Regions from separate parts of the Mus musculus genome. Here all the other regions are linked to region 1. The links are chromatin contacts, called in public HiChIP or PLAC-seq and promoter capture Hi-C maps. All regions are on one chromosome and are shown on one strand. Each heading gives the region's core, a stretch centred on a gene start, on an enhancer-like site or on the middle of the called end of the contact. The rest is flanking DNA. Distances are from core to core; before and after follow the strand shown. Region 1 holds the start of Marf1 (meiosis regulator and mRNA stability 1). Region 2 holds the start of Pla2g10 (phospholipase A2, group X). Region 3 holds the start of A930007A09Rik (RIKEN cDNA A930007A09 gene). Region 4 overlaps Pdxdc1 (pyridoxal-dependent decarboxylase domain containing 1). Region 5 overlaps Pdxdc1 (pyridoxal-dependent decarboxylase domain containing 1).

Region 1 (3,938 bases), core at 1,026-3,525:
TTTTCTTTTCTTTTCTTTTTCTTTCTTTCTTTCTTTCTTTTTTTTTTTTTTTTTAGTCAAATTCCTTCTAAGATGCCCAGGCTGGACCTAAGCTCACCCTGTAGCCTGGATAAGCTGAATTTGTAATTTTGTCTCTACCTTTGAAGGAGCTGGGATCAAAGTCCTGGGCTACTGTAGTTGGCTTTGCTCTTTTTTTTTAAAAAAAAATTCTGTTCATTTTGTTTGTAGCTTTTGTGCTGTGACCAAGCTGAGAGTTTGACTTCTCTTCCTTTGATCCTGTCCTCATGGGTGGTAGAGGAGAACTCTGTTTAGTAACTTAGGTCTTTGGGGAGTTGAATCAAATGCAAAGTATCCAGTGAAACACCAATAATAAATCTCTGTTATCTTTGTTTCATAAATGTGAAGATTATTACTGAGCAAAGGAAAAAAAAAGGAAGTTGGTTTTTTTTTTTTTTTTAATGAGACAGGGTCTCTTTGTGCAGTTCTAGTTGCCCTGGAACTGTGCCACTACTTCTGGCAAAAAGTTGAAACCTACTTTTATTAAATAGTAGGTAGTGCTTTTAATTTTGTTGTTGTTGTTGTTTTGTTTTTCGAGACAGGGTTTCTCTGTATAGCCCTGGCTGTCCTGGAACTCACTTTGTAGACCAGGCTGGCCTCGAACTCAGAAATCTGCCTGTCTCTGCCTCCCAAGTGCTGGGATTAAAGGCGTGCGCCGCCACTGCCCGGCTTCTGGCAGACTTTTAAGTATAACTATTTTAAAGTAATAACCAGCTAGGACATTCTATACTGTGCCTACATTTAGATTATATTTTTTTCCTAACTTGTAACAGAAAGCAGCAAAGAGCTAGAAATTTCAGAAATTATCTTTCCCCCTATGGAATCCTGAAAACTCATATTTAAGCCAGGCATGGTTCTAAATAAAGGTTATGCTTTTACTTCTTGAACTTGTAGGCAACCGCAGGCAGATCTCTGAGTTTGAGGCTAGTGTACAGAGAGTTCCAGGGCAACCAGGGCTATCACACAGAGAAACCCTGTCTGGAAAAACAAACAAAAAAACCCAACTCATATTTAGGTCAAGTAAAAGTGAAGCCTTCAAGGCTCAGTGGGGTTGGGGATAGGGGTAGCGAGGATACAGAACAGTTTATCTGTTTAAAACATGAAGTATTTTTGATTTCACAAAGTTCTTATAACTTTAGCATCTTCTTTTTCGTGGCCAACCTGTCATCTGAAAAGTATTGGTTACAAAGCACTAGGTTTATTAAAACAAAACGTTTGCCAGGTGACACAAACTCCTTTAATCCTAGCACTCAGAAAGCAAGGGACTGCAAGTTCGAGTACAGCATAGTCTGCGGGGCAAGTTCCAGGCCAACCCAAGGCTACACAAGTGAGACACTGTCTCTGAAAAGAAAAAATAAAACTGGGTAAGGATATCATGTACTCTTAACTGTTGGTGTCAATATTCAGCAGCAGTCTTTGCATGTACTTGATCAGCACTGAAACTGCTATAGGTAGGGAGGACTTTGCCAAAAGCCCATTTGGCAGGTTTAACTGTTCTTTCTCCACTGGCCACTAGGTTGCGCTAAAAGATGCAGTGCAACGTGCACGATTTAATTTGTAAAAATAAGGGTTATCACGTGACGAGGCAGAGCATTAATACTTTATTTCACATTAATCTTCTCTCCTTAGTCCTCGCTCCCAAGACCTTTTAGAGCGGAACCCTAACAAATCCCATCTGGCAAGCCTTTCCTTGACTCCATCACAAAAGCTCCCTAGTTCTTCGCCTGGAAGATCCGTTCGACATGGCGTCATCAAACCAGTAGTGAGAACTCCTAAACTGGGGTTCCTGCTAAAAAAAATACGCCGCCAGCCCCCTAGGTAAGACCCTATTTTGAGGTTTATCGGGAGGGGACTGAGCCTGACGAGGCTGCAGGGCCGCGAGGCCCCGCCCCCCCCACTTCCCAGCGTGCCCTGCGCGGAGAAATACGCGGAGGCGAGGGCGGGGCGAAAGAAAAGACTGGGCGAGACTCAGGGAGGGGTGGAGCCAGAAAGGGGAAGGGAGGGACGGGGGAATGGGCGGGGCTACTGGAGGAAGCGACTGGGCGGAGTGGGGACGGGCTGGGAATGGGCGGAGAAAGGGAGCGGCCATAGGGGGCGGAGCAGAGGAAGGGTGTGGTATTATGGAGGAAGAGGTGAGGCAGGGAGGCTCGGAGAGAGGGGCGGGGCTAGTAGTAGAGAAGCGTATCGGTTTTGCGACAGGGGCGGGGCGGGGCGGAAGCGGAAGTGGAGGGAGCGCTTGGCGGCGGCGGCGGGAGCTGCGGAGTCGGGAATCAAAATAAAGGGCCTGGGGGGGGTGGGGGGTAGGCGGCGGTGTCGGAATGTGAGCCAAGAAGGAGCTAGTGGCTGAGGTGAGTCCTCTGTCAGTGCCGGGACTCCACTAGGGCGTACCGGATGCTCTGATCAGCAACGTAGCTGGTCTGGAAACGACGCCTTTTCCCCCCTCAGACTGATGCTTCTGGGATTGAAGGACCGGGACTGGGACTTGCCGAAGGGGCCGTGCGAAAAAGTCGCTCTCCAGTGCTCCCCCGGTCTCTTCCGAGGCGTTTAGTCCCAGCTGGCGCTTGTCTTCCTGCTCGCTCCCCGGCCCTCCAGGTGTCAGTAGCAACCTTCGCAGGATGTGCAAAGTTGGAAAGTTGAGAAAAAGGACAGTTGTGTGGCTGAGTCCCTTATTGTTTTTTTGTTTTTGTTTTAATAGCCACTTTGGATGCAGTTTCAGTTTCAGCCACCTCCCCAATTAATTCTAGCACGAACGTGGTGCTTTCTAGTTGCACTAGTATCTTTTGGACTTTCCAGGATCTTTCTGTTTTGCATACAAGGAAATTGTCAGCTAAATGGTCTTTCTTCACCTTCAGTGAGCTCTACATTTGTCCAGGGTCATTTATTGATATTTGTGAGGCACAGTTGAGTTGGAAGGTTGGGATACCGTATATTCACATACAGTCAATATTGTTATGGAATTTATATTCTATTGGAGAAAAAAGAGTCATTTTAGTTAAAAGGTAGAAGACGAGCAAATACATAGGACTGGGAGTTTGTGGCAGGGGGGAGGTCATTTGGGAAATAATTCATCCTCAGGTATCTCTTGTCACCAAACTACAAATAAATAAGTGAGGGGGTTGCTATGATGATTAGACTCACAAGAGATGGGCCTTATGTTTATAAAGATGACATGCCCACAGCAGCACAGATAGGTGGCCTTCAGAACCAACATGCAGGCAGTACAATGTTGCACACTGCATTCTCAGCCACTGTCTAAGTTGCTCAGAAACTGAGTTTCAGAAAGGAAGACTCTCTCACATTAGAACTTCCCCTGACTGATTCGGCTGCTTAAATGGAATTCCTAGGAATATTTGGGAAATTTTTAGGCTGCAGGCCACTAATGTTTTTCCTTATATTTGTTTGAACTGAGTAATCTGTCTATATATGCCTGCCTGCCTGCCTTGTCTATCTGTCTATCTATCGACAGAGTTTCACTGTGTAACCACAGCTGCTTGGAACTTGGCTGCCCTTAAACTTGCAGATATCCTCCTGCCTCTGCCTCCTGAGCTACCACTCCTGGCTCTTTGAGCAATATTGAAGGCACCTTGGTGTAGAAAGAGGTAGGTGAGCCTTTTGACCTGAAGCTAGCTATGAAACTTTATTTTAAACGTTTCTGTTTCTCAGTGAAGTGGTAGATATGGTAGTTCATTTTAGGATTTGGCTTTGAAAGATTTAAGCACGCTGAAATTATGAACACTGTGATTATAACAAGTTCTTATGAATAAGAGTGGAGTGTGTTGGGTGATATAAAACCTGGATTTCTGGATTTTTGTGGGGTTTGTTTTTGTTTGTTTTTGTGTGTGTGTGTGTGGTTTTTTGTTTGTTTGTTTGTTTGTTGTTTG
Region 2 (3,938 bases), core at 396-2,895, 430 kb after region 1:
GATTGAGTACCAAGTGGAATGAGTTCTACTCATGGCCCCTCTTCTCTTTTCTTTTCCTTCCTTCCTTTCTTTCTTTCTTTCTTTCTTTCTTTCTTTCTTTCTTTCTTTCTTTCTTTCTTTCTTTCTTTCTTCTTTTTTCTTTTTTCTTTCTCTCTTTCCTTCTTTCTCTCTCCCTTTCTTTCTTCTTTCTTTCTTCTTTCTCTCTCTTTCCCTTCCTTCCTTCTTTCTTTCCTTCCTTTCTTCTTCTCTTCCTCCTCCTCCTCCTCATTTGGTTTGTTTGTTTGTTCATTTGTTTGTTTTAAGACAGGGTCTCTCTGTGGTAGTCCTGGCTGTCCTGGAACTCACAATTTAGACCAGAATGGCCTCAAACTTAGAGACCTACTTGCCTCTGCCTCCTGAGTGTTGGGATTAAAGGCATGGACCACCTACTTTTAATACTTAACATTTTAAAATTATTTTAGTGTGTATATATGAACATGATGCATGGGAGGGCACAGTACAAGTCCAGAGGTCAAAGGACAACTGTGTAGAATCAGTTCTCTCCTTCCCCCTTTACATGGGTTTTAGGATCAAACTTAGGTTTCTAGGCTTGTGTGGTTCCCTCTAAGCCATCTCACCATGCCTCTGGCTTCCCAGTTCTCAGACCCTCAGTGTCTCTCTATGACAGTGAATGGGTTGGGGTCCTAGGCGTACAACCTGTGTTGTGAACCTTCAAGCCAGGGAAACCCAATTCACCTTGTCATTTTTTTTTTTTTTTTTCTGGAGATCATTCTTACCCTTACTAGAATTTGTCCATGGAGGGGGGGTGGTTCCAAGGTTTCACTCAGATCAGATATGAAATCTAAACAACAAAAATTATTGACCAATTGAATAGTGCTAGTCTCAGGGGCAAAAAGCAATAATGTGTCCCAATTATCATGCCTTTTCAGTATGAAAAGTAGGCATCAGTTGAGTACACCTCCTTGCTTACACACATTCCCCAGAAGAACCATAACCATCCACAAACGGGAAGCCTGAGGCAGACTGCACGGGATAGATAACTCCCACACGATCCTGCTCGCTCCATTCCAGCCCTTGTGTCGTAAGCGCCCCTCCCCCACCTCTCCGAGGTCTGCCTCATTGTATAGTCCAGGCTGGTTCCGAACTCCTCACGTTCTTCTGACCTAGCTTTCTAGTCCACCACCACCAAGGCTCCAGCTCTTTTTATTAGAAATGGCTGCCTGACTTGGGACAACCCTTGACTACCTCAGTTTCTCGCTTTGTGGTGGTATTAGTGAGGAGATTGTAGAGTGTTAATTGTGACTGCCCCACAGGAGCAGTTACCCGCGTTGTAAAATGTTACAGTAAATTAGAATAACACGGCGAAAATTAGCATACCGTCCCCCTCCCTCCCCCACCCCCACCCCGCATTTTAACTGCAGCGTCAGCAGCATCTTTACACTCTGTGGAGGCATCCCCGAACCTGATCCCCTTTTGGCCTCAGCATTCCATTTGGTGTCTGGATTACTTTTTGGAACTAATCTGCAGAAGTCAGAGACAGTCACTCCTCAAGGCTCCAGGTGACCACTCCTGCTTGACTCCGCCCCACGGAAAGAAGGTGAGGTAGGGGGCGGGGCTGGTGGTGGGGGTCGGCAGGATTGGTGAGTATACTGGCCCTTCTGGTCAGTCCTACACCTGTCACTCTCCTATGTGTGGGCCACCTCTGTGACGGGCAATAATGCTGCTGCTACTGCTGCTGTTGCTGCTGGGACCTGGACCCGGATTCAGCGAAGGTAAGTGAGGACTGACTGGCTTCCTCCTGCCTGGGATTTTTTCCTCACCGCCCCAACTCAACACCTAGTTCCAGCACCCTGAAGCCTTAAAATCCCCAGTCCCTTCATCAGATGCCCACACATCCATCTTCCCAGACACCCAGGAGTCATGTCTTTGATTCCTTCCAGAGCCCTCCACTTAGGCATTTCACTCAGGAACTCAGAAGGGGAAGAGGGGTTGGTCTCAGAGTCCTCCCTTCCTGAACCCCATAGTTACTGCGGTCCTCTCCAGCAGCCTGAAGCTCCTAGCCTCTGATCCTGAGTCATGTGAACTGGCTATCACTTATAGAGGGGGTTTTCCTCACTCACTCCTACTACTCTAGAAAGGCCCCTCTTGGTGATTCTTTAATCCTAGAGTACAATAAAGCATAGAGGCACAGAACCAACCCCGGCCTTACCTGGGTACAGAGGTGCAGGTGTGAAGCCTCTCTCCTCCTGGACAGGCTCACCCAGACCAACATCTCAGATGCCACAGTTGCTCCAAGCAGCACTTGGCCGGCTAGCACACAGCTCAGGGATGCCTAGGACGGCCCACAATGGGCGTAGACCTTGAGCTTTTACAATGCCCTGTGGGTCCTGGCACTGCCATTGGAGGTTGCCCACAGGTAGACAGAGCAAACAGACCCCAGCCTGGCCTGCCCCACCTATGTTGGCATAAAGGGAGTGTTTTCTTTGGTTCCAAACTTAGTGCTGCTGTGTGTCCCTCACCTGGGCCCTTCATGGGCAGTCTTAGCCTCTAAAAGCAGAGAGTGGCTGGGGGTGGGGTAGGGGGAGCTCTGCAGATGGTTTCAGGGTATGGTGTTGGGAGTGGTTAGGCTAGGTGTGTCTCACCTGGACTTGGTGGCTCCTGAGGTCAACAGACCTTTCCTAGAAGCCTTTCCGTGTGCCAGAGCTACTTGAGTCAGAGATCTGTTCTGGAAGAGCAAGCTAGAAGGGCACCCCCAATAAACAGGCAGCAGCATGGGCCATTGGCAGGGTAAGGCAGCAGGGAGCAGGCTGAAGAGAAGGCAGGGGCAGTAGTGTGATGGCCTGACTGGAGGGAAAGCTGGGTTCTGGGGAGGTAGGAAGGCTTCGGGATCTAGCTTGGGATCTCCACTGGGGCTTGGGGGACAGTGAAGCTGGGAGCTACATCCCAAATGGGAACCAAGGAAGGCTCAAGGGAAGTGTGTGGGCTATTAGAAGAGAGCAGACTTATCCAGAGAGGAAAATGTAGCCCAGGCTGGCCTCAAACTTACCATCAAGCCAAGGAGAAGCATCACTTCTGATCTTTCTGCCACAGTCTCCCAAGTGCTAGGATTACAAGCGTGGGCTACCTTGTCTTATGATACTGGGGATGGAACCCAGTGCATGCCAGCAGTGTATGCTTCCATCTGGGTTATGCCCCGGATTCTCAAACGGACCAGATTTTTCTTCTGATCTTCTGATCTGAACCACCTCTAAGATAGAACTTTTTCCATGAAAACATGATTCTATTTAAGTTTAGTGGAGAGCCCTCAAATAAGTTATTGTGGTGGAAACATGCTCTAAGTGACAAATGGGAGTCACAGCAGCCCAGGGCAAGGTTTCACTGCCAATGTACTCCACCGTGGGGAGGATATTGTGGGTACATACATACATCAGCAAATAGACTTGGGAGTTTGTCCTGCTCTGCTGCAATTCCCCCTTCCTCACACAGATGGAGAAACACCAGTACATGGGCTGTAACCTTAGCTCCAGTGCTGTGGGCTGTGGGAGTGGGAAGGCTGCTTTTGTTCCAGAAGGCCTCCTTTTCTATCTTTCAAATGCAGCCTTTAATGTACACACCTTTAGCCCCAGCACTCAGGAGGCTGAGGCAGGAGGATCTCTGTGAGTTTAAGGCCACCTGATCTATAGAACACATTCTAGAACAGCCAGGTCTACATGGAGAAAACCCTGTCTTGAAAAAGTAAAAAAAAAAAGAGAGAGGGGAAAAAAAAAAGATCTGAATTTCAATGGAGATTTTATTGCACAAGGCACTTTTTTCTGTGACTTGATGCCATCTTATCCTGCACTAAGCAAATGAGGAAAGCAGATCACAGAGGTATGTAATTTGTCCAAGGTCACATACCTAGAAGTAGGATCAAACCCAGTCAAGTTGCTACATCTAGG
Region 3 (3,938 bases), core at 957-3,456, 400 kb after region 1:
TGGCAAAGGTCTTAGCAGACATTCAAATGGCTGGTGTCTGAGTCCTATTAGAAAGGGTGACTTTTCCTCACTATCCCCAAAGCTGAAGGGTTTCCAGAACTGTCACACTACTGAGAGTCTGAATGGGTGGCCTTAAAGACAGGCAATGAAGAGTCAGGTTGCTCCTGAGTTAGTTTCAAGCTGGGTGCTGGGAGAGTCTCCAAAGCTTCAGCACTTTAGTTCTTAGGAACCTTCCGGACAGGTGAAGAAATCTGAGAAGTCTGGGCTAAAGAGGCCTGCGGGTGCTGAGTCTGGGCAGACCCAGGTGGCACCCCAGGAACCCCCTTGGCCAAAGTATGGCTCTTAGAAGCTTTATCAGTTTCAGGAGTTTGAGAGGCAAGAGGAAGATTCTGGAGATGGCTTTGTTGGGCCAGAGATCCCTGGATTTGGCTCTGAGAGGTCATGGGTACCACGGGGAAACTGTCAGAGGGCATGGGCACTAGGAAGTGGCTCTGGCTTTCTTCCTGTTCCAGAGGGTAGATCTGAGAGGCCACACTGATCTTAGAGCGCCCCTGAGAGTGGGGGCCCAAAGGCACACAGCTTTCAGAAGATACAGAGGGCAGGATTTGGCTCTGAGAGGTCACAGGTACCATAGATAAACTGTCAGGGATCACCAAGAGATGGCTCTGGCTTTCTTCTCGTTCCAGAGGGTAGATCTTAGAGGCCACACTGATCTTAGAGCGCCCCTGAGAGTGAGGGCCCAAAGGCACACAGCTTTCAGAAGATACAGAGGGCAGGATTTGGCTTTGAGAGGTCACAGGTACCATAGATAAACTGTCAGGGATCACCAAGAAGTGGCTCTGGCTTTCTTCTCGTTCCAGAGGGTAGATCTGAGTGGCCACACTGATCTTAGAGCGCCCCTGAGAGTGAGGGCCCAAAGGCACACAGCTTTCAGAAGATACAGAGGGCAGGATTTGGCTCTGAGAGGTCACAGGTACCATAGATAAACTGTCAGGGATCACCAAGAGATGGCTCTGGCTTTCTTCTCGTTCCAGAGGGTAGATCTTAGAGGCCACACTGATCTTAGAGCGCCCCTGAGAGTGAGGGCCCAAAGGCACACAGCTTTCAGAAGATACAGAGGGCAGGATTTGGCTCTGAGAGGTCACAGGTACCATAGATAAACTGTCAGGGATCACCAAGAAGTGGCTCTGGCTTTCTTCTCGTTCCAGAGGGTAGATCTGAGTGGCCACACTGATCTTAGAGCGCCCCTGAGAGTGAGGGCCCAAAGGCACACAGCTTTCAGAAGATACAGAGGGCAGGATTTGGCTTTGAGAGGTCACGGGTACCATAGATAAACTGTCAGGGATCACCAAGAGGTGGCTCTGACTTTCTTCTCGTTCCAGAGGGTAGATCTGAGAGGCCACACTGATTTTAGAGTGCTCCTGAGAGTGAGAGTCCAAATACACATGGCTGTCAGAGGACATTGCCATCTGAGAATTGCTGTCAGACGCCAAAGGGTAGGTCTGCGAAGTCACTGAAAAGACAGGTTGACTCCTAGAAGTACAAATGGAAAGACCGGTGTGGACAATGCCCAGAGGCAGGCTCTTAGAGGTCTGGACTCTGCTAAACTGATTCAGAACAGCCTCAGGCTTCGCTGAACGGAACAACGCTCTGCCACCCGAGGTTCTGGCGTCGCAGTTCCTTTCTAGCTGCCCCGGGTCCGTAGAGCTGATGCTACTGATCCGCTGGACGACCCGCGGGTGGAGTCGCCGCCGCCGTCGCCGGCGAATCCGCTGAAAGGTGTCGGAGACGCTCCTAAGGGTCAGCGAGAAGCGACGGCTGCCGCTACGGTGCACCCCGCTCTCGCGGGGCGAAGTCCCCCTCAAGGGGTCTTCCGGGAGCGCCTCTATGTTGCCGGTGTACCAGGAGATCCACCACAGGAGACTGACGAAGATGATGATGGAACCCAAATAGAGCAGCATGTCGTAGAACAGCAAGTTGGCGAAGACGCCAGTGAACAGCACTGCCACACCCACCGCGTCGAAGGCGACGCCCAGCCAAAAAAAGTGACTGCAGCGACCCAAGGGCCCGGACTGCATCTCCGCCAAGTCTGTGTTCTTTTGCGGAAGCTCCGAGAGGCTCAACATCTTCCACGCAAACCCCGCCAGAGGACACCAGGCCCAGGGCGCTGCCACAGGCGGGCTTTAGACACTCTCCATGGCAACGCAAGGGGCGGGGCGGGAAGCGGCATTCTGCTCCACACCAGGAAACTGGAGCGGGCCAAGGGAGCTGCGCGTGCGCACGACGACCTGCTGAACCTTCTGCGTTTGCGCCCAGTGCTAGCCCGGGCAGCTTTTCTCAGTCTGGGATCCTTAGGTGTATCAAGAAGTAGAATTTATGGGTAGGGGAGTGGGGGTGGGTGGGTATGGGGGACTTTTGGTATAGCATTGGAAATGTAAATGAGCTAAATACCTAATAAAAAATGGAAAAAAAAAAAAAAAAGAAGTAGAATTTATGACAATGAAACTAGCGGTACCTGGGGCGAGAATCTTCTTGGCCTCAGGTGCAGTTAGCATCTAGTGTTGTTAGGTCTGTACTCCCATCTTCTCTGGTGACTGTTGATAAACTTGCCCAAGGACCTAATAGACCCCATCGCGTGTCCGTCCGTCCGTCCCCCCCCCCACCCCACCCCCCCACCCCCCCACCCCCCCCACCCCCGCCAACCAACCATGTATTGTAGAGGCTGGGAGGGAGAGGGTAGGATGAAAGGAGAAAAAGGTTGACCTTTATGTGTGTGTTTGATGGATTTTAAAACATTTGGTACATTTTAAATAGATTTAGGCCTGTAGTTCAGGCCACATTTACTTAGGCCTATAGGCACACGCCACTATACTTGGAGAAAACTACTCTTAAGCATTTTCAAACGTATAGATAGAAAATTATAAAGGAATAAAGAATGATAGGTTGTCCCTACTTGGCCTGAGCATTCAAGCAATACAAATTGGAATCAGAGGGTTATTAAAGTGTTTTTTTTAAAAGATTTATTTATTTATTATATACACTGTTGCTGTCTTCCGACATTCCAGAAGAGGGTGTCAGATCTTGTTACATATGGTTTGTGAGCCACCATGTGGTTGCTGGGATTTGAACTCAGGACCTTTGGAAAAGCAGTCAGTGCTCTTAACCGCTGAGCCATCTCACCAGCCCCTATTAAAATGTTTTTAAAAAGGTCAGACATGATAGTGCAGGACTTTAGTCCTAGCACTCAACAAGCAGAAGCAAGCAGATCTCTGAGTTGGAAGTCAGCCTGTCCTAACTTGAGAATTCCAGGCCAACCAGGACTATACTGTGAGACCCTGTGTCAAAATGAATGGATGAAAATAAAAAGACCTGAAGGTGTGTCCAGGAAGTTGGAAGTGGATATAATCAAGAAATCTATGTATAAAATTGTCAAAGAATAAAAAGTTAATAAAGTATAAAGATAATTAGAGAAAACAATATGGCAAATGTTCATAATTATAGAATATAGATGAAATAAGTATAGGTGTTCATTATTCAGTTCTTTCCTGTGTTCTTTAGGCTTGACATTTTTCAAAATAGTTGCAGAATTTTATTTTGTAATTTAAATTTTAAGTTATAAACTTATAAACATGAGTAGCAGGTGGGGATGATGGCTCAGTAGCTAAAGACTTGACAGCCTGAGTCCAGTCGCCAGGAGCCACGTGATGGTGAGAGAGAACTGACTTCTGCACATTGCTGTCTGACCTCCAGATGAAAAGAAATAAATCTCTCCCCTTTGGCTGCAGGAGTGTTCAAGGCTGGCAACCAGAATTATCTGCCTAATGATAAAGGGTGCAGCACCATGCCATACGTAGACCGCAAGGTGATAAGCTGGAGTTATCCTTCGTCAGATCCTTTGAAATTAGCCCAGTTTAGCCTGAGGCAAGTCTCTATACTGG
Region 4 (3,938 bases), core at 1,078-3,577, 310 kb after region 1:
AAGATGTGTGTGTGTGTGTGTGTGTGTGTTCATGGCTTTAAATTTAATATCATATAAAATTAAGTTCTATATGTTTTTATTTTTTTATTGATAAAGTCTTCACTCATGGAAAAGTATAACAGTTTCCACAAGCACGCTAAGTGCCTGTGACTAAACCAAAGACTCTGCAACCCTACCACATAGCCTGGGCTGAGCCAGCTAAAGGGCAGTGCTTAGAAAGAAGAGTCGCTAACTTACAACATTGGCTTTGCTTTCAAAATTCCTTTAAGGAGAGTGACTTTTTAAAAACTGTAAATAAGCTATTGTATTTCTAGGCATGGTTTTAGGAGTCACATTGAGGAAGGAAAGGTGTGGACTTCAAACCTCTTATTCCCCTGCTAGCTTTCAGCCCCTAAGCTGCTTCTCAAGTATTGTGATATAGGAGAATAGATCTAAGAGTCCATCTGTCTGTCTGTCTCTGTCTCCTCTTCTTCCTCTCACTCTCTCTCCTCCCCTACCCTCCTCCCCTACCCTACCATCTTGTTCAGGCTGGCCTGGAACTTGCTTTATAAACTAGATTAGCCTGAAACTCACAATGAGTAACCTGCCTGTGCCTCCTGAATGCTGGGCTTAAGAATCTCTTTCAGCCTGGTGAAGTGACACACTCTTACAATCTCAGTACTGGAGAGCCAGAGGCACAGAATTTCTGAGTTTGAGATCAAGTTAGAACTAGAAAACAGCCAAGCCTACACAGAGACACCCTGTCCAAAAAAAAAAAAGAACTCTGTTTTTAAAGAATGGACTATGTTGGGAATATAGAAATTTTTAGCATTCAGATGACACTGGGTTTTAATCCTCAATACTGCAGGGGGGCGGGGGGAAGGACAAAAAATGACCAGCATGCCACCAGCCTAGTCCAAGGCACATTAACTTTCATCTAGGTGACACTGTCATTCCCATATTGCACACAGTTTCTTCCAAGAAACTCTGCATAGAAATTAGTGAACATTACAAGTCATGTCAGCCTGCTGGCAGCCATCAGCATCTAGGGCTCCGCACCACACCCACAAGGCTCTGCTGTCAGGTCTGCCTCCTTCCTGATCGCTGCTGCTTCCATCATTGGCCCCTTCCTTAGTCACACTGGCCCTTTCCTTGTTCCTAGAAACACTACTCTCTCCTTAAATGTGGCTGTGGTGTTGCTGCTTCAAATACGCATCTCTTCATCCCTTTTCTTTCTCTTTTTTTCTTTGTTTGAGACAGGATCTCATTCTGTAGGCCTGGCTAGCTTTAGCTTGTAGCAGTCCTCCTGCTTCAGACCCTTCCCCCTACTGCTTTTATTACTGTTTCCACTGAATGCTCACCTTCCTGTCTGCATAGGCTCCATTACCTTCTATCAGAGCACTACCACTTTTCAGTGGCTTTAGCTTGATACATAGTGGGGTTTATTTTCTTTATGGTGTATTTACATTTTTTTTTATTCCATTTGAAATTCCTTGAAAGGGAACTTTTCTTTTTTTAAGATACAATCTTCCCCTGGGACCCAGGCTGGCCTTGAATTCATAACAGCCCTTTGGCCTTAGCTTTACTAAAGGCTGAGTGAGATTTTATAGATGTGCACCACCAGGCTGGTGTTGAAATTATTTTTAAAAAAGAAAATTAAGAATCCTATGGACATTGGAGGTACATGCCTTTAAACTCAACACTTGGGAGGCTGAGGCAGGCAGATCTCTTGAGCTCAAGGCCAGCCTGATCTATAGAGAAATAACCACTAAGGCTACACAGGAGAAACACTGTCTTTAAGAACAACAACAAAAATCCTATTATAGAAGCCGGGCGTGGTGGCGCACGCCTTTAATCCCAGCACTCGGGAGGCAGAGGCAGGCGGATTTCTGAGATCGAGGCCAGCCTGGTCTACAAAGTGAGCTCCAGGACAGCCAGGGCTATACAGAGAAACCCTGTCTCGAAAAAACAAAAACAAACAAAAAAATCCTATTATAGAAATGCATTGAGAAGTTACTTAGTTCATCAGAAAAGTATTAACAGGTCAGACATTTTGATTTCATTATTATATGATGCTGTTGATGGATTGAGTTGTAATGTTTATTGTAGCTTTGTTTCTGGGAGTGAATCCTTTCTGTGTTTGGCCTCAGATTCAGCGTTTAAAGCTGTTCCTGTATCCAACATAGCACCTGCAGCAGTTGGCCGGGAAAGACACTCCTGTGATGCACTGAACCGCTGGGTAAAGATGGCTGCTGTCTACTTTTTCTTCTTTACATCCAGAACAGCGTTTCCTGGCCTCACACCTGTATAACATGGTCATGTGTGGTTGGTTAGTCATTCCCACAGGAAGGAACTTCATACAGAGACACCAGGCTTGTTCTGTTCTGACTCATATCACCACATCAGACACTGTTACCTCTGGCAAGCCACTCACTTTGCTTCTGTGACCATTTCCTAATTGCTATGAAAGACAATAAAATAGCCTGGCCCGCACACAGTACCTCTGCTTTGGGCAACAAGAGAGTTGCTAAATCTGGGTGTATTGGTGCATGCCTTTAATCGCAGCATTTAGGAGGCAGAGGCGGGTGGATCTCCAAGAGTCTGAGGCCAACCTAGTCTACATAGTCCCAGAACAGCCTAAACTACATAGTAAGACCTGTGTCAGAAACAAAGCAAGTGCATCAGAAGGAACAGGTGTTCCCGAGCACCTGTGGCAGCCAGGCAGGACAGGCCAGCATTCTACTCTAATGGCTCTTTGGACACTGGAGTGCAGTACCTCTAGATTTTAGACTTCCTGAGTGTTCTCAACAGGGTAAAGATGTTCACAGCAGTGTCATTTCCTAGGCTCTAATAAATAAGATATAATATATCCATGCAGTGCCATTCATAGCAGCTCTTATAAACCTACGGCCAAATGTTTAAAACAGATGGAAAATGATCACAAAGTAGATGGGGAAAAAAGCAATCTGGGGGGCTGAGTAGGTCACCTGTGACAAAGTGCAAGCAGTGTAAGCATGAAGACCTGAGCTCAGCTCTAGCCGTCATGTTTATAAAAATAGCCAAGTACAGCAGCATGCCTACAATCCAGCACCAGGAACGCAGAGATGGGTGGTTCGGGGAGTTCACTGAGCAGACAGCATGAGCAAACTGAGAAGCTCGAGTTTCCATGAGAAGGCGTGCGTGTCTCAGAAAGTGAGGAAAATGCCAGTATTGATCTCTGGTCTCCACATAACCATGCACACACACAAATGTGTGCCTTCACACATACATACAAAGAAAAAGAGGAGGTTCCTAAGGTGTATAGAATATCATGTTTTGTTATAAACACAGGGAAAAGACCCTGAGAAATAAACTGCATGTCAACAGTCAAATGTTAGGAGGATATGGGTCATTTTTATTTCATATTTTTGACTTAACTGTATTGCATGTTTTTCTAAAGTGAATTTGTAGTTAGAATAACATAAAATGAACTGTTAATTGGAAAAGGTAGGAAGAGTAGGGTGGGAGTAGGTGAGGGGCAAAGTCCCCTGGGCTCTGTTCCCAGCACGGGAAACAAAAAATTGCTATTAAGTATTGAAAGATACCCTGAAGAATAAGGGGAACTAGCTTCAGAAGCCATTTTAGTCTGGGGTGAGGGTGGGTGGTAAAGATATTTAAGTCCCTGTTGCAGAAGTGTTCTCTGTCCTTTTCCCTGCAGTTGGGTGAACAGTTGAAACAGTTGGTGCCTCAGTGTGGCCTCACTGTCATAGACCTGGAGGTAGATGGCACATGTGTTCGGTTCAGCCCTCTGATGACAGCAGAAGGTAAGGCAATTAATTGCAGCTCTGCCCCTCAGGGTTCCATCACACCTGCTGATGGCCAGCAGCCGGATGAGTGTGTCCATCTTACAGTAATTCTGCTCTCCTGGAGTTTGCAGCGTCTCTCTTTGAAAGAGCTTTTCTTTTTTTGGTTTTTGAAGA
Region 5 (3,938 bases), core at 515-3,014, 300 kb after region 1:
GGAGACTGCTGTTCTTATTTGTGCAGTCGCTGAATAAAACGGAGCAGCCAAATTCTCCAGTTCCATGTGCCTCCTAACGTTTAAAAGAAAAGAGCAAAGTAACTTGTTAAAAATTGACTTGCAGAAAAGTAGAAACTGCTATGTGGTGGTGTAAAGAAATGGCATTTTCCCACTGAGTACAAGCCATCAGTTTTATCAGTCACACTGTATGAAGCAGCAAAGGTGGAGAGAAATGGGTATGTGTACAAGAATTGCTTTGCTTGTCTGAGATGTTTCATTCAAACTGTTGTAAGAATTGTAAGAATCTTGACTTTCTTTTTTACATTTGGAAACAGCAAATAAAATGGAACAAGAAAAGAAAAGAAAGAGAGAGACAGACAGACTTACTTGATTTGGAGCATCACTCAGTATATAGCTTGTGTTTAGCAAGTCCAGGGTCCTGGATTCAGGCCCCAGCAATAAGAAGCTTTTGCTATTTGAGAAGACCCGATTGAGCTGGGTATGTGGCTCATGCCTTTAATTCCAGCACTAGCAGTGCAGAGGCAGGTGGATCTCTCTGTACATTAGAAGCCAGCCTGGTCTACACAGCAAGCTCCAGGATGGATAGCCAGAGCTATATAATAGATTCTATCTCAAAAGCAAAAGCCCTATTAAGAAGTAAAAGCAAGCAGTAGGCTGGGAAACGTATTTACAAAACTTTTTTTTTTCTGGCATATGATTTATATCTAAAATCTTAACATTCTGTTCCACTTCAGTAATTAAGGTGACAGACAGCTTTAAAATGAACATTTGGATGGATAATTTACCACATGGGTATATAAACACTTTAAAGATGTTTAATGTCATTATCATTACAATAATACAGTTTAGCTCCATATGTTGGTCTATACTTAGATCATAGCTTCTAATTCCAGCACTTCAGAGGCCAATGCCTGAGGACCAACAGTCAAGGCCAGTCTGGTCTGAACAGAGAAACCATAGTGAGGTCTCGGATGTAGTTCAGTTGGTAGTTAGTGTGTGCAAAGCTCTGAGTTTGATCCTTAGGTCTAAGTGAAACAAAGGTGGGCAGCACCTGTCAGTGAGTCAGCACTCTGAGTATGTGGGCCACAAGTTTGAAGTTCAAGATTGGGTTAAGATGGATAGTGAGTTCAGGGTCAGGCAGTGTTAAAAATATAAGATAATAAAGTAAAACCACAATGAGAGCTCAAGATCTAGTTCAATCTTTGTCTGCTATGCCTTTGACCCTGGCTCCAGTCCCTCCCTTTGGAAAGGGACCCTTACACTGCTGAGGGAAAAGGTGCCTGATGCTTACAGGGGTCACAGCAGCTACATACATTCTTGGTAGGGTGTTGTGTGACAAAGTTTACTCCAGATAGGGATCCCACTACAGACCAAAGTCAGATGCCACTAAAGTCAAACTTGGTGAGCCAGTGAGTTTTATTGGGGTTTACTTAAAGCAGAAATGACTAAAAGACAGCTGCATCACCAAAGCCTACCCCAGCATGAGTGACAGCTCACAACACTGGCAACCTGGAGCACACTGCACAGCTTGCAGGCAGCTCAGTAGGTTGGAGTTGTCACAGTTCTGGGATCACTCAGAGATTTACCATGACCATGGATAAATTTTAATAAGAAGGGCTTTATTAAATACTGCCCTCATGACACCAGGACTGTAACTGAGAGCACTCCCAAGATGCAGCAGCTAGCCATATCAGCCCAGGGCATATAAAGGCGAAACCCACAAGATTACATGTATTCTGCCAGTGGATCGGCAGAGTCTTATTTTAACATCTTTATTTTGCAGTTATCCTAGTCATCTTTTTAGCAGAGTAATCAAGTTTAATTACAAAAGCAGAAATAGCAGTTAGTCTTATGACCTGTTATTTTGCAAGAACAGCAAATTTTACAAGATCTGTCAATTTAAGAGTAGTTTTCAACAGCTGGGAAGAAAAGAGCTTGACTGCTAGGGTACAGCCTGTAGAAGCTAGAGACGTATATGTTAGAGGCATTTTTTGCTTTTTGGTCTCAAGCGTAGTAAGTCTAAACTTTAAATGTAATTTTAATCATCACAGGATTCCTCTGTTGCGATCAAACTCTTCCAGGCAGCTCCACTGGTCTCAGAGTTGTCTTTGCTGATTTGCTTGTCTAAATCTTCTTTGCAGCTTGGCTCTGCTCTTCGGAGAGGGAATCTTAGCTTGTATTGTAATTTCTGCCAGGGAAGGGCCTGGTGAATCTGGTCAGTTTCAGGGACTTCCTGAAGTTCTTTTGAATTGTTTACCTTTCTGCTTATGGAGCTTCCCTTAAGGATAGATGTGTGACTTCACTGACCTCCACCTTTGACATTGATGAACCCACGTAAGAGCTGCCTCCTAATAAACCTGCCTTTATCTTCTTTCATCTGGTCTAATCAGGCCTGTATCTTCATCACCAAAGGAGAGAAAAAGCTATTGCACAGCACCACATAAAGTAGGCATGGTGGCACATGTTTCTCGGAGGAAATTGTTACACAATATTAGGATACAAAATGTTGCAGCCATTCAGTAAACTTGAGCAGTTGCTCAGAGAGCCAAATGTAAATCCTGTAATCCACTCATTTCTTACTGTAGTTTATCAAGGAGAAATGAAACAATCTCCAACCAAAGATTTCTATGCATGTGTTTGTTCATTGATTAAATAACTTGAGTGTTCTTCACGAGGTGAGTGGATAAGCAAATTAGGGCATTTGCCTACAGTAGGACACTAATCAGTAAGTACAAAGATGTGCTGGCCCCCACTTCAGTGTGGAGGAGCTTCAAAGGCACGCCGATGTACAAAGAATTGCACATGGTGCATTCTCTTGGCACCCTAGGACAGACAAGACTTGAGTGGAAGGAACAGATAAAAGATTGTTGGGTCATGAGTTAGGGAGGAGACCAGCTACAGTGAGGATGGAGAGCTTTTAAGGTAATAAAATCAGTATTGATCGTGACATTAGTTACATACTGTGAGCATGTATCAGCACTCATTGAACTATATACTTATATGAATGGGGTTTTTGTAAGTAAATTATATTTTAATCAAGTTGTTTGTCTAAAAAATGAGAACCATTGCTTCCTGTCTGACTTACCTTACTATATGTTTAAAAAAAAGCACAAATTGACCCATATTCAGTCACTTGATAGAGATTATGTTTAGCATGTAACTGAGTGACCTCCCATTGTGACCTATATTTATTCCCTCAATACATGCCTCAGAAATAGGCACTGCCAAAAGTATGAAATTACTCCAAAAGTGATCCAGTCATTAAACACAATCCTGTACTTTCATCTGGATAGAAGTATTACAGTCAAGGGTTACTTAATTCCGTAACCTAAACGTGTGGTATGCATGCCTGTGATTCCAGCAATAGAGGCAGAGGCAGGCAGGTCTCTATAATTTTGAGACCCGCTTGGTCTGCATAGCAAGTGCCAGGATATCCAGGGATACATAGAGAGACCCTGTCTCAAATAAACAGAATCAAAAATATTTTTAAGCTGGGCAGTGGTGGCGCAGGCCTTTAGTCCCAGCACTTGGGAGGCAGAGGCAGGCAGATTTCTGAGTTCGAGGCCAGCCAGGGATACACAGAGAAACCCGTCTCGAAAAACCAAAAAAAAAAAAAAAAAAAAAAGGGTTTTGGTACATGTCAAGCATTGTGTGAGTTTGAGGTCAGCTTGATACACATACTAAGTTCTAGGCAGGGCTCCATAGTGAGACCCTGTGTTTATGTGTGGGGAATGGTGCCTGTAGTGTTGTTCCTTGGGCACAATCTACTTTGTTTTATTTAGACCAGGTTTCTCTCTCACTGGCCTTGCCAGGTAATGCTAGGCTGTTGGGCACAATCTACTTTGTTTTATTTAGACCAGGTCTCGCTCTCACTGGCCTTGCCAGGTAATGCTAGGCTGTCTGGCCGGCAGAGCCCA

The links. HiChIP or PLAC-seq counts read pairs in DNA pulled down with a chosen protein or histone mark. Capture Hi-C pulls out chosen DNA fragments and counts their contacts.
Region 2: an H3K4me3 HiChIP or PLAC-seq map of embryonic stem cells shows a contact between it and region 1, with 13 read pairs. The contact joins the promoter of Pla2g10 here to the promoter of Marf1 in region 1. A contact is called at or near these places in 1 of 484 Hi-C or Micro-C datasets (embryonic stem cells), 6 of 115 datasets of contacts at active chromatin or transcription factors (bone marrow-derived macrophages, embryonic stem cells, epiblast stem cells and 1 more) and 2 of 9 other capture datasets (adipose tissue and liver).
Region 3: a promoter capture Hi-C map of liver shows a contact between it and region 1. The contact joins the promoter of A930007A09Rik here to the promoter of Marf1 in region 1. A contact is called at or near these places in 3 of 39 promoter capture datasets (liver and pre-B cells), 2 of 484 Hi-C or Micro-C datasets (embryonic stem cells and pre-megakaryocyte-erythroid progenitors), 13 of 115 datasets of contacts at active chromatin or transcription factors (astrocytes, bone marrow-derived macrophages, effector CD8 T cells and 6 more) and 3 of 9 other capture datasets (adipose tissue, liver and macrophages).
Region 4: a contact with region 1 is called in an H3K4me3 HiChIP or PLAC-seq map of the 230-238 cell line, with 18 read pairs. The contact joins the enhancer-like site here to the promoter of Marf1 in region 1. A contact is called at or near these places in 14 of 39 promoter capture datasets (the 3T3-L1 cell line, the HPC-7 cell line, embryonic stem cells and 8 more), 11 of 484 Hi-C or Micro-C datasets (the 3T3-L1 cell line, 3T3-L1-derived adipocytes, the C10 cell line and 5 more), 27 of 115 datasets of contacts at active chromatin or transcription factors (the 230-238 cell line, acute myeloid leukemia, bone marrow-derived macrophages and 13 more) and 5 of 9 other capture datasets (adipose tissue, embryonic stem cells, liver and 2 more).
Region 5: an H3K4me3 HiChIP or PLAC-seq map of bone marrow-derived macrophages shows a contact between it and region 1, with 6 times the contacts expected there. The contact joins the enhancer-like site here to the promoter of Marf1 in region 1. A contact is called at or near these places in 5 of 39 promoter capture datasets (the 3T3-L1 cell line, the C10 cell line, frontonasal cranial neural crest and 1 more), 1 of 15 datasets of contacts at CTCF or cohesin (the NIH/3T3 cell line), 2 of 484 Hi-C or Micro-C datasets (bone marrow-derived macrophages and embryonic stem cells), 23 of 115 datasets of contacts at active chromatin or transcription factors (the NIH/3T3 cell line, acute myeloid leukemia, bone marrow-derived macrophages and 11 more) and 4 of 9 other capture datasets (adipose tissue, liver, macrophages and 1 more).

Annotation. Positions count from the first base shown.
Region 1 is chr16:14,157,611-14,161,548 of GRCm38.p6, reverse strand. It overlaps Marf1 (meiosis regulator and mRNA stability 1), which reads left to right and starts at 2,275. Exons shown (of 27, transcript NM_001081154.2): 1 at 2,275-2,405. Mir484 (microRNA 484) reads right to left here and starts at 1,923; the gene lies at 1,857-1,923.
Region 2 is chr16:13,728,191-13,732,128 of GRCm38.p6, reverse strand. Pla2g10 (phospholipase A2, group X) reads left to right here and starts at 1,645. Exons shown (of 4, transcript NM_011987.4): 1 at 1,645-1,772. The coding sequence starts at 1,718. It overlaps Pla2g10os (phospholipase A2, group X, opposite strand), which reads right to left and starts at 2,293. Exons shown (of 3, transcript NR_040574.1): 1 at 2,210-2,293.
Region 3 is chr16:13,752,832-13,756,769 of GRCm38.p6, reverse strand. A930007A09Rik (RIKEN cDNA A930007A09 gene) reads right to left here and starts at 2,206. Exons shown (of 1, transcript NM_001357954.1): 1 at 1-2,206. The coding sequence starts at 2,126. The coding sequence ends at 216.
Region 4 is chr16:13,843,615-13,847,552 of GRCm38.p6, reverse strand. Pdxdc1 (pyridoxal-dependent decarboxylase domain containing 1) reads left to right here. Exons shown (of 23, transcript NM_053181.3): 15 at 2,130-2,218; 16 at 3,677-3,782. Among named protein-coding and RNA genes, the nearest start is that of Ntan1, 26 kb to the right of the region's middle. Within about 2 kb of position 2,327, at least 13 of the 459 cell types and tissues checked have an H3K27ac peak or open chromatin away from gene starts, as enhancers often do. A contact at or near this core is called in the 230-238 cell line and trophoblast stem cells, where this site is marked.
Region 5 is chr16:13,861,562-13,865,499 of GRCm38.p6, reverse strand. The region is part of intron 8 of Pdxdc1 (pyridoxal-dependent decarboxylase domain containing 1); the gene reads left to right. It also overlaps the pseudogene Gm19150. Among named protein-coding and RNA genes, the nearest start is that of Pdxdc1, 40 kb to the left of the region's middle. Within about 2 kb of position 1,764, at least 6 of the 459 cell types and tissues checked have an H3K27ac peak or open chromatin away from gene starts, as enhancers often do. A contact at or near this core is called in bone marrow-derived macrophages, where this site is marked.